Linked DNA regions of Ovis aries: region 1 is linked to region 2. The links are chromatin contacts, called in public Hi-C maps. All regions are on one chromosome and are shown on one strand. The core of a region is the stretch at or near the end of the contact, and the rest is flanking DNA. Distances in the headings are between cores, read along the strand shown. Region 1 has its middle 48 kb from the start of EYA3. Region 2 overlaps PTAFR (platelet activating factor receptor).

Region 1 (5,608 bases), core at 1,223-3,722, 72 kb after region 2:
GACATGACTGAGCAACTGAACGAAAACAACCCCCAGGCTAGCCCAAGAAATAGTCTGTTTTTCACTGTTCCTCTTGTTTCTTTGGTGTTATTTTTTCTCACAGGCTCTCAAATTAGTGATTCCTTCAATTCTCCAAGTAGTCCTAACACTTAGCAGGTTTTACTGAGGCTTTAGTGAAACAGAAGGAAAAGTTCAGCACAGTAGCACACCAACTTAAAGTTATTTATAAGACACTACTGTCCTAGAAGGTCATGGTCCATTACTGCCAAGAGGAACTTCTTTCTGGCTCTATCCCTCCTTGGGAGTCAGCCTCACTCTAGCTTCATTCTAGTTTCCCATCTCCTCCAGCCTCTCTTTAGCTTCATTCTAGTCTCCAGCAGTCTATTCCAAAACTTTCCTTACTCTACATCTTGAAATATTTTCTTCTCTGCTCTAGATTAAGCCTCAGGGTGAAACTGACCCACTGAATACTCATTAAAGCGCTCTTTAAAGGAAAACCCTGGTTGTCCAGTAGTTAAGACTAGGTACTTTTACTGCCATGGACCTAGGCTGAATCCTTGGTTGGGGAGCTGAGATTCCACAAGTTCCTTGGCATGGCAAAAAAAAAAAAAAAAAAAAAGGCCCTTGGAAACAAAGGGTACTTGACAATTATAGAGTTCTTTTTTTGTTTTTCTTTAGCAAAATTAAATTCTTCAATTGGGCTCCCTTTCCACCAGTTTTAGGAAAGTTAAAGAGAATAAATAATTCTTCTGTTCCAAGCATTATTCAGGGATTATGGGATCCCTCCCACCACTTCCAGCTACACGATCACTAGTTGTCCCCACGTGTTTGTTTGTATACACACACACACACACACACACACACACAAACACATAGGCCATGCCACGACACACGCAGGATCTTAGTTCTCTGAACAGAGATTGAACCTGAGTTCCTTGCAGTGCACAGAATCTAACCACTGGACAACCGGGGAAGTTCTATATTTTCTAGTAACAATTTTATTTGAGATAAAATTCACATGTCACAAAACTTACCATTTTGAAATGACTAATTCTGTGGGTTTTAGTACATCCATGCAAAGGTTGGCAACCGTTGTTACTAACTTCAGAACATTTTTATCACCCCCTCCCAAAAACCCTGTACCTGCTAGCAAATTCCTATTTCCCCCTCCCCCAGCCCCTGGCAAACAGTAATCTTAACAACTGATCTTAAGGTAAAACACTCCATTTTTTTACTATTAAGTACTATTGTGCTATCTGTGGGGCTTCTGTAGATGACATTCATCAAGCTAAGAAAGAGCCCTTCTATTCCTAGTTTGTTGAGTGTTGGATTTTGTTAAGTGTTGGATTTTGTCAAATTTTTTATGCATCTGTTGAGATAATCATATGTTTTTGTCCTTTATCCTGTTAATATGGCATATTACATTGACTGTTATGTAAATATGAGCATGTTTTTAACACACTCCATGTTGCTATGTTAAATCATCATATTGGCTTATAAGCTCAGGCGGTTGAACCTAATTTAAAGAAAATTTGATAGATAACAATACAGAGTTACACAATTATATGCTTGGGTACTTAGGTTACCATTTTTTTTTTTTCGCCATAGTTTTTCTGAAGGAAAATGTTCACTGTGAAAGCATATAAAATATACTTCAAAAAGATATAAAATATCTTACCAACTATCTGTTTTGGGCTTCTCTGATAGCTCAGTTGGTAAAGAATCCGCCTGCAATGCAGGAGACCCCAGTTTGATTCCTGGGTCAAGAAGATCCCCTGGAGAAGGGAAAGGCTACCCACTCAGGGATTTGGGCCTGGAGAATTCCATGGACTGTATAGTCCACGGGGTCGCAAAGAGTCAGCGAGACTGAGCGACTTTCACTATCACTACACTATCACTATCTATTGATGTCAGTCTCTCTGCGGCTGAGAAAAGCACAGCATGCATGATGACAGGTTGTCCTGGGCAAAATAGTCCCCAGTGCAAAGCCCACTGCCTCCGTGGGGCTTCTGTAAGTCACCAAGGCATCTGTGGAATATATTGCTGGCCTCTAGGGGGCAGGAGTCTCCTCTCTTGGGCTAGAAAATAGAATGAGGCTTGAATAAAGCTAACAGGTCAAGAGTCTACATTCTCCTTCCGTCTTTTCTTTTAAAAAAATTCTGTCTTCTGGGACTTCCCTGGCAGTCCAGTGGTTAAGAATCTGCCTTCCAATGCAGGGGACACGGGTTTGATCCCTGTTTGGGGAAACTAATCCCACAAGCTGTGGGGCAATTAAGCTCGTGCGTCACAACTACTGAGCCTGCACACTGCAACTAAGACCTGACACGGTCAAATAAATAAATAATTTAAAAATTCTCTTCTGGAACTTTCTGTGCTGAGAGAAGTTGTTATAGCAGATCTTGGTGCAGAGGGAGAGAGCGGTGCATTCAGCTTGGCCAGTTACCACACTGAGGACATCTATTTTTGTCTGTCCATTGCTCTTTCCTTTGGGGAACTTCCCTCCCACCCCCACCCTATGTGACACTCACAGGGCTGCCAATCATAGGACTACCTCTCTGACCACAGGAGTGACTCAACTCTGAGTCAGCTAGACTTTCTTAGGACTTTGCAACCTTGAGAGGAAACACTTGGGGATGGAAGGTAGTTGGTGCTGAATCATTTGATGTATTTACCTGGAGAAGTAGTTCTTATATGTGGTCCCTGGAACACCAGCATCAGCATCTGGGAACTTGTCAGAAATACAAATTCCCGCACCCCACCCCGCATCTTCTGAATCAGAAATTCTGGGTGGAGGCCCCAGCAATCTGTGTTTTAACAAGTCCTCCTGGTGATTCTGACCTAGAAGAGATGAGAGATTTCTGCTAGTGGGATTCCCAGAGTTGACTTGGATCTTGTCCTTCCCTAGAACTTGGCTGTAAGATCTTCCGTGGATGCTTTGATATCCTCGGTGTCCTTCTAATAAGTTTCTTTTGGGTTTTGCTGTGTTTAAGAGAGCCAGAGTTGCCTTCTGTCCAGGTTGCCTGCTTGGAACTTAAAGACTCTGACTTCTGGCCGTCTCACCTGATTCATAGCAGCACAGACCCTTCTTCAACCATGGATCTTTGCGTCATATACAAGGTTGCATTGTTCAGTTTCATTTTGGTATTTCTGTTTAGCTGCAGCCCCAATTCTAAGCCAAAACAGAGCCCAGCAGGGCTTCTGACCGAGCTCTATCAATGCCCTGCCTGTTATAGTTCAGTTGCCTTCCCCAATAACACAGGCTTTTGTATTTTCCAAGAACTGTTTATAAAAACCTCTTCTCCCATTCCTGCACTTATTTGACCCCTCTCTTCTTTCATTTTAGCTCCTAACTCCCTTTCTAACTATTAATGACAACCATTAGTATCATGCAGTTTGTTTTCTATATTAGTTGAGGGACAGAATAGCTGTTTTAATAAAGAGATTACAAATACAGAATACTTTAAAATTATATATCTTATTTAATAGTTGTTGCTCTTTTATCTCTTTAAGCCTCTGAGTGGATCAGAGTGAATTCAGAGGTAAGTGGCTCTGCCCCAGGTGTCACTGAAAGACACCAGTTCCCTCTATCCTGTTGATCTGCCTTTTCCTAGGACACTGTTATTTCTGTTTTCCTTTGTTTGTTTGTTATATATATTTTTCCTAGGACATTGCTGAAACAAGCTCTCTCTTGCTACATCTACATTCCCAGCCTGTGGGAAAGGGGGCAAAGAGGAAGTAGGTGGCTAACAATTTCCTTTTAGGACACGATGTAGATGAAGTGATGCTCAGATCATTCTAGTCACTTTGCAATGGTGAACACTTGCACGGCCACACCCATCGAGCTGCAAGGGAGGCTGGGAAATATGCTCTCGAGCTGGGCAACCCTATTCCCTGCTAGTTCTTGGGGTGAAGATTGCTTTGTTACCCGAAGAAAGAAGGAAATTATGGATAATGAAGGACAACTGGCAATTTTCTCACCTTTTCTAACCCCAAGTTTTATATTCATGTGTTGAATGCTCAGATGTCCTCATGGACTAGCAGATGATTACTGAGAGAGCAATCCACGTGTAAGACTGGAAGGAGCAGGGTGACAGTGACTGTGACGAAGTGGGCAGCACCATGTCTTGTTTAGAGGGGGCGAGAGCTAGTTGCCTACTCGATGTCCCTGATCCCTTCTTTGCAAATAGACCTCCAAGTTTGCCTGGGTAGTTGTGTAACTAGGGCATACATCATGATTTTCAAAGCCAATCATGCAATTTCTGCTTCACAGCCTCCCTCGTAGCTGTGAGTGTCCGTGTAACTCAGCCAATGAGCGAGTTAGAGAAGTATACTGGGGGACTTCTGGGAAAGCTCTTGCTTTCCTAATAAAGAGTTAGCCATGACTGGAGCTTCCCCTTAGCTGTTCTTCCTTCCTTGATAGTGCATGTGATGCCTGGAGCTGGGGCAATCATCTATGACTGTGGGGCAGCAAGGGTGAGGGGAAGGACAAAATTACTGCGGTGCTACTGAGCCAGAGAGAACCAAGGCCAGAGCTTGCCTTAGCATCTTGTTATGTGAAAACAAGCAAACAAAAATCCCAGAAACACATACCTGCTTGTTTAAGCAATTTAAAATGTTCTTTTCACATCTTTTTTGATCCACTTCCTAGAGTAATGAAAATAAAAACAAAATAAAGAAGTGTGACCCAGTTAAACTTAAAAGGTTTTACATAGCAAAAGAAACCATAACCAAAATGAAAAGACAATCCACAGAATGGGAAAAAAATATTTGTAAATGAAGCAACTGACCAGGGATTAATCTCCAAAATACAGAGACTGCTCTCATAGCTCAATATCAAAAAACCAAGCTGCCCAATCAAAAATGGGTGGGAGATCTAAAAAGACATTTCTCCTAAGGAGATATACAAATGGCTAAAAACCACATGAAAATATGCTCAATTTTTAGAGGAATGCAAATCAAATGGACTTCCCTGGTGACTCATACAGTAAGGAATCCGCCCACAATGCAGGAGACCTGGGTTCGATTCCTGGGTTAGGAAGATCCCCTGGAGAAAGAAATGGCAACCCACTCCAGTATTCTTGTCTGGAAAATTCCATGGATGGAGAAGCCTGGCAGGCCCCAGTCTGTGGGGGTCACAAAGAGTCAGACATGACTGAGTGGCTTCACAAATTAAAACTATAATGAGGTCAGAATGGCCATCATAAATACCAGAGAGGGTATGGAGAAAAGGGAATCCTCCTACACTGTTGAATGTAAATTAGTACAACCATTATGGAGAACAGTATGGAGGTTCCTTAAAAAACTTAAAATAGGGCTACCATGTGATCCAGCAATCCTATTCCTGGGCTTATATCCAGAGAAAACCATAATTTGACAAGATACATGCACCCCAATGCACACTGCAGCAAAAGACTCTGATGCTGGGAGGGACTGAGGGCAGGAGGAAAAGGGGATGACAGAGGATGAGATGGCTGGATGGCATCACTGACTCGATGGACGTGAATCTGAGTGAACTCCGGGAGTTGGTGATGGACAGGGAGGCCTGGCGTGCTGCAATTCATGAAGTCACAAAGAGTCGGACATGACTGAGCGACTGAACTGAACTGAA
Region 2 (5,455 bases), core at 985-3,484:
GGAAGGAAGCCTCGAAAGAGATGGGACTGAGCCTGAGGTGGGCAATGGGGTTTTGGCATCAGCTCTTGCCTATGAGCTGGGACGTTGGGCAATTCAGGAGCATCCCTTTCCTCCTTTGCATACTGGGGTTTAAGTACTGACCTGTGAGTTGTCGGGAGAGGATGCAGTAAGAGGCTGGTGGGAAAGTGCTTTGTCAATGGTAAGCTGGTGCGCAGACACGAGCCAGTATTACTGCTGGTACCAATGCTGTTATTCTTACAAATGCCTCAAGGAGGAGGATTTGTTTGTTCCTCATTTTATCCTTACTCTTCACGTGGAGTTTAGCAAGTCACACAGTCTTGGAACCTGAACTGAATAGGGAATGAGAAAGTAGTGTGTTGTACTGGAAGAGGATGGACAGTGAGCCTGAGGTCCAGCATCTGGTTCCAGCTTGCCTCCTGATTCTGCGGTCACTTGGGGCAAATCCTTTCTCTTCTCTGGGTCTCAGTTTCCCCATCTGTCCAATGAAGGTTTGGGTAAGAAAGCCACAGTCTCTGCTGTGCATAGGCTAAGTCGCTCAGTAGTGTCCGACTCTTTGCGACCCCATGGACTGTAGTCCATCAGGCTCTTCTGTCCATGGGAGTCTCCAGACAAGAATACTGGGATGAGCTGTCACTTCCTTCTTCAGGGGATCTTCCCCTTCAGGGATCTAACCCACGTCTCTTGTGTCTCCTGCACGGGCAGGCAGGTTCTTTATCACTAGTGCCCCCTGGGAAGTCCATAGACTATGATCTACGGCAGTAATGTCGAAATGGGCCTCCAGGAGTGAGTTTCTGCTCTGGACTGATGGGGGCTGGGGCTGGTGTGATGAGAGGCTGGGATTCTTTCTGTCCTTTTATAGAAAGACTTTTATGGAATGCCCTCTTCCTCCCTATCCTAAGCCTGTGAACTTGCCCTTGTTGACAAGAAAGGGCTGCTTATCTTTTCCAGTGAAGTCCCTTCTTTCCCGTCCTAGTCTCTGCCTCCCCATGGATATAGAGGGCACCAGCTGAGCTGTGGCCTGGGGAAGCCCCCTTATGGATCCTGGGAGAAGGTGTCTGGTTTCAGAGTGGAGCCCGTTCTCAGAAGTGTATCTGCTGGGCCCCTGGTGCAGCCATGTGTCTGATCAGCAGCTCTTGGGTTCCTTGGCAGCATGGTGGGAGGGGAGAGAAGCCTCTGCTGTGTGTGTGTGTGTTCATGTGTGCCTGTGGGGTGGACTGGAGAACTGGCTCTGGGTATATATTCCCATGTGTGCCTGGAGTGTGGCCAACTACGGGTGGGCCTGTCCAGCCCAACATTTCCCAAAAGCAGGATCATCAACAAAACCAGTTGAGAGGTTGGCACTCCATTCTTCCCTTGTGTCTTCAGCCAGAGAGAATCCAGAGCCAGTGTGTGTGTGTATGTCTGTAAGATGTAGGGGGAGGAGAATTTGTGGGGGGAAAACTATCCTTTAGTAGCCCCTCCCCACCTGTTTATTTCTATAGAAGGGGGAACTTCAGGATCTAGGTTTGGAGTTGAGCTCATCTGGCTGATGTGAGAAGAGTGTCAAAAATTTGTGCAGCACCCTTCACAGTTTGTAAAGTCTGTTTCGATTTCCTAAGTTCTTGACTGTTTACCAAAGCCTTTTTCACTCCCAACAATCTTCCTTTTCATAGCAATGTTTCAGCTTTGGGGGGAGGCGCATGCAGATGAAGATCCCAAGGTTCAAAGCTAGGGAGAGACTCACTCAAGATGGTTAGGAGCTTGGTTGAGGCCAGAGGCCAGGTCCCCTGATCATAATTCCTAATCGTGATTCATGTTTCTCTTCATCCAACCTTGGTTGCTGCTTCTAACGGAAGAGAGGTGGCTGCTTTGGTTCATGGCTGATTTGTTTGCTCATTCATTCATGCAACAAACATTTCCTGAGGGTTGGGGCGGAGTTCCCAATTACTGAGCAATAACCAGGTGTATCAGTTGCTTCATTTTGCACCTACAGCTTCCCTGTGAGGAAGGTTTTATTGTCGCCACTTTTCTGCAAATGAAGGTAGAGAAGCTTTGAGGGTCAAAGATCAGCTGGGAAAGAACAAAGCCAGGTGCAGATCGGGGTCTGTGTGACTGTAGGGCCTCCGCCCTGTACCCTACGTTTTCCCTCGGGCCAGGCCCTGAAGATGTCAGAGTGGTTCCTGGTATAATGGAGGGGTGTGCCCTTGCTGCGGAAGCCCAGAGGAGGAAGCACCTCCCCGCCCTCCTTGCCCCGGCTGAATTCCAGGAGGCGAGGAGTGGGGAGGGTGACTCACAGACCGATACTATCTGCATATCTGGAAGCCAGGAGAGACCCAGGCCAGGCTCAGGGTCCCCCAGCTCCATGGGGATGTCATAGGCCAGATGAGTCGAGACAAGCAGAGACTGAGTCTCATGAATGTAATATACATCCCTGGGACCAGCTGGACCCCAAGAGAGAGAGAAAGCTGGGAAACTTTGATACCCAGGCCACCTCCCACCCCTCATCTCTGGGGCCCTAGACCCTGTCCCTACCTCTCCCCAGACAAGGAGCTCTGTTCATTCACTGATAAACATGCCCAGTGGGATGCTAGCCTCCTTGAACTGGAAACCATGGGGAGCCTAGTGCAGAATTCCCCAGAGATCAGGAAACTTGCTCCCTTCCTTTGCCCAACTCCCTCTGCTTCCTGGACAAGTGGTAATGAAACCACTCCATGAGGGGGGAATTTTTGGAGGATATGAGCAGAGGCTCAAAGGCATGGGCAGGCCAGGGCACAAGTATCAAGTGTCAGAGGAGGCCAGAATGGGTGGCAACTTATTTCTTGAGGATTTTAGAGGTTCAACTGCCTTCAGTCTCAACTGACCTCAACATTGGGAGGTCAATGTTGATATTATTTCCATTTGATAGGTGTGAAAACTAAGTACTCACAGAAGGGCAATGATTAAACTATGGTATTTTACTGGTTCCAGGAATCTAAGGGCTGGGAATGGCTGAGGCTGGTGTTAGAGGGTTTGGAAGTCAAGGATGAAGGACAATGTGACTCTGTGTGTGTGTGTGTGTGTGTGTGTGTGTGTGTGTGTGTGTGTGCGCGCGTGCGTGCGTAATGCCCGAGGCCCTATACTCAGGGAGTTCCCAGCCTGGAGGGAAAGCGATATCCACACGTGATATGGGAACCAGAAGTGGTTCCCATATTCCTTCTGGGGTAGAGAAGTATAACTAACAGCCAACATTCATTGAGCTCTTCTTATGGATCAGGCATTTCCTATTCAATCCTTACAACAACCTCATGACATAGGGTTAGGGTTAGTTTTATTTTTTTTTTACAGATGAGTAAACGGAGGCTCATGGAGGTAAAATTAATTGTCTTGGACAAGGATTCAGTTCAGTTCAGTTCAGCCGCTCAGTTGTGCCCATCTCTTTGCTACCCCATGGACTGTAGCACACCAGGCCTCCCTGTCCATCACCAACTCCCGGAGTCCACCCAAACCCATGTCCATTGAGTCAGTGATGCCATCCAACCATTTCATCCTCTGTCATCCCCTTCTCCTGCCTTCAATCTTTCCCAGCTTCAGGGTCTTTTCCAGTGAGTGAGTTCTTTGCATCAGGTGGCCAAAGTATTGAAGTTTCAGCTTCAGCATCAGTCCTTCCAATGAATATTCAGGATTGATTTCCTTTAGGATGGACTGGTTGGTCTCCTTGCTGTCCAGGGGAATCTCAAGAGTCTTCTCCAACATAACAGTTCAAAAGCATTAAGGATTGGCTGGTAGCATTTTGCCAACTGTCCCCAATTGCCATAAAATGATATGACTGGTTCCCCGAAGTTTTCAGGGTTTTATTTTTTAGAATATATTTCTTATTATTTATTTGGCTGCCCTGGGTCTTAGTTGCGGCATGCAAACTCTTGGTTGCCACATGTGGGATTTCCTTGACCAGGGATCAAACCAGTGCCTCCTGCATTGGGAGAGCAGAATCTTAGCCACTGGACCACCAGAGAGGTCTTCAGGGTTAATGATATATCTGGAAGTCTTATCTAAACGGCTTCAGGCTGGGATTAACTTGGGATGAGCCTGATGTGAGCAGTTGCAATGACAGTGGTGCTGTTTTGACAAACATTTGATCTGATCTAATTAGCAGATTGTCTGGACTTCCAGTAAATACAGCTTTTTAGAGCTGTTGGTCATGAGTACCTGAAACTGTGCTACATTATTCACTGAGTCTTTGCATCATGCTGGGAACTATGTGCTTGGAATATTATGAGCTCCATATACAGTGGAAGGGCCTGAGGCTCAGAGAATGATAAGCTTGACTATGGTCGTGAAACCAGGATGTGACCAGAGGCAGAGTTTGAATGGAGGTTTGTCTGATGCCAGAGTCTGTGATCTTAACCACTGTCCTTTCCCAAATGCTTTCTAATCCTCTGTCTCACTGGATGCTCACGGAAAGCTCTATAGGGTAGATGTGTTATTGTTCCCATTTTATAGATGAAGTCCAGAGAGGCGAAGTAGTTTTTACTAACTGTTGCACAGCTATTAAGTGAAAAAGCGGAGCCATATGATTCCAAGTTAAAAATATATAATGTATTTTCAAATCTGCCATTTCTGAGGCCCATTAAAATATGATAAAAATATGTAAGATGGATTTACCCTCTTAACAACTTTTAAGTATTGTTAACTATATACACTTGTTGTACCACAGATCTGTAGAACATTTTTTTCTTGCCTGGTTGAATCTCTGTGCCCAGTGAACATCAACTCCCTGTTTCTGTCTTCCTCCAGCCCCTGGCAACCAATATTCTACTTTCTGTTTCTATTAGTTTAATTACTTTCAAAACCTCATGTAAGTGGAATCATTCAGTCTTTTTTGCGATTGGCTTATTTCACTTATTAATATTCTCAGGTGTCATCCATGTTGTAGCAGAGGACAGAATTTCTTTCCTTTTCTAGGCTGCATAGTATTCCATTATATGTATATTAATATTTTACCAGATTTTGTTTATCCATTTGTCTGTTGATGGACATTTAGGTTGCTCCTACCTCCTGGCTATTGTAACTAGTGTTGCTGTGAACATGGGTATATAAATATTTCTTCAAGATCTTGTTTGCACTTTTTTTTCTTTTAAAGAAATACACCCAGGAATGAGATGTCTGGGTCATATGGTAGTTCTATTTTTAATATTTTGAAGAACCTTCATACTAATTTCCATAGTGACTGCATCATCTTATATTCCCACCAACAGTGAGTGCACAAGAGTTCCAGTTCCTCCACATCCTCAGTAACACTTGTCATTTTCTGTTTTTATGATCGAGGCCATCCTAATAGGCGCTCTCTTGTTGGAGTTTTGATTTGCATTTCCCTGACGATTACTGATGTGGAGCGTCTTTTCATATGCCTTTTCCCCACCTGCCCCTAGACAATTTTTTAACAAATTTATTTTATTGAGTTATAGTTGATTTATAA

Evidence for each region. A called contact is a pair of places that touch in the nucleus more often than the background predicts.
Region 1: a Hi-C map of hypothalamus shows a contact between it and region 2, with 3 times the contacts expected there. The contact joins two enhancer-like sites. A contact is called at or near these places in 5 of 16 Hi-C or Micro-C datasets (blood, hypothalamus and omental adipose tissue).

The regions. Positions count from the first base shown.
Region 1 is chr2:238,999,164-239,004,771 of ARS-UI_Ramb_v3.0, forward strand. No RefSeq gene overlaps it. Among named protein-coding and RNA genes, the nearest start is that of EYA3, 48 kb to the right of the region's middle. Within about 2 kb of position 2,473, at least 21 of the 54 cell types and tissues checked have an H3K27ac peak or open chromatin away from gene starts, as enhancers often do.
Region 2 is chr2:238,927,252-238,932,706 of ARS-UI_Ramb_v3.0, forward strand. The region is part of intron 1 of PTAFR (platelet activating factor receptor); the gene reads left to right. Among named protein-coding and RNA genes, the nearest start is that of PTAFR, 20 kb to the left of the region's middle. Within about 2 kb of position 2,235, at least 9 of the 54 cell types and tissues checked have an H3K27ac peak or open chromatin away from gene starts, as enhancers often do.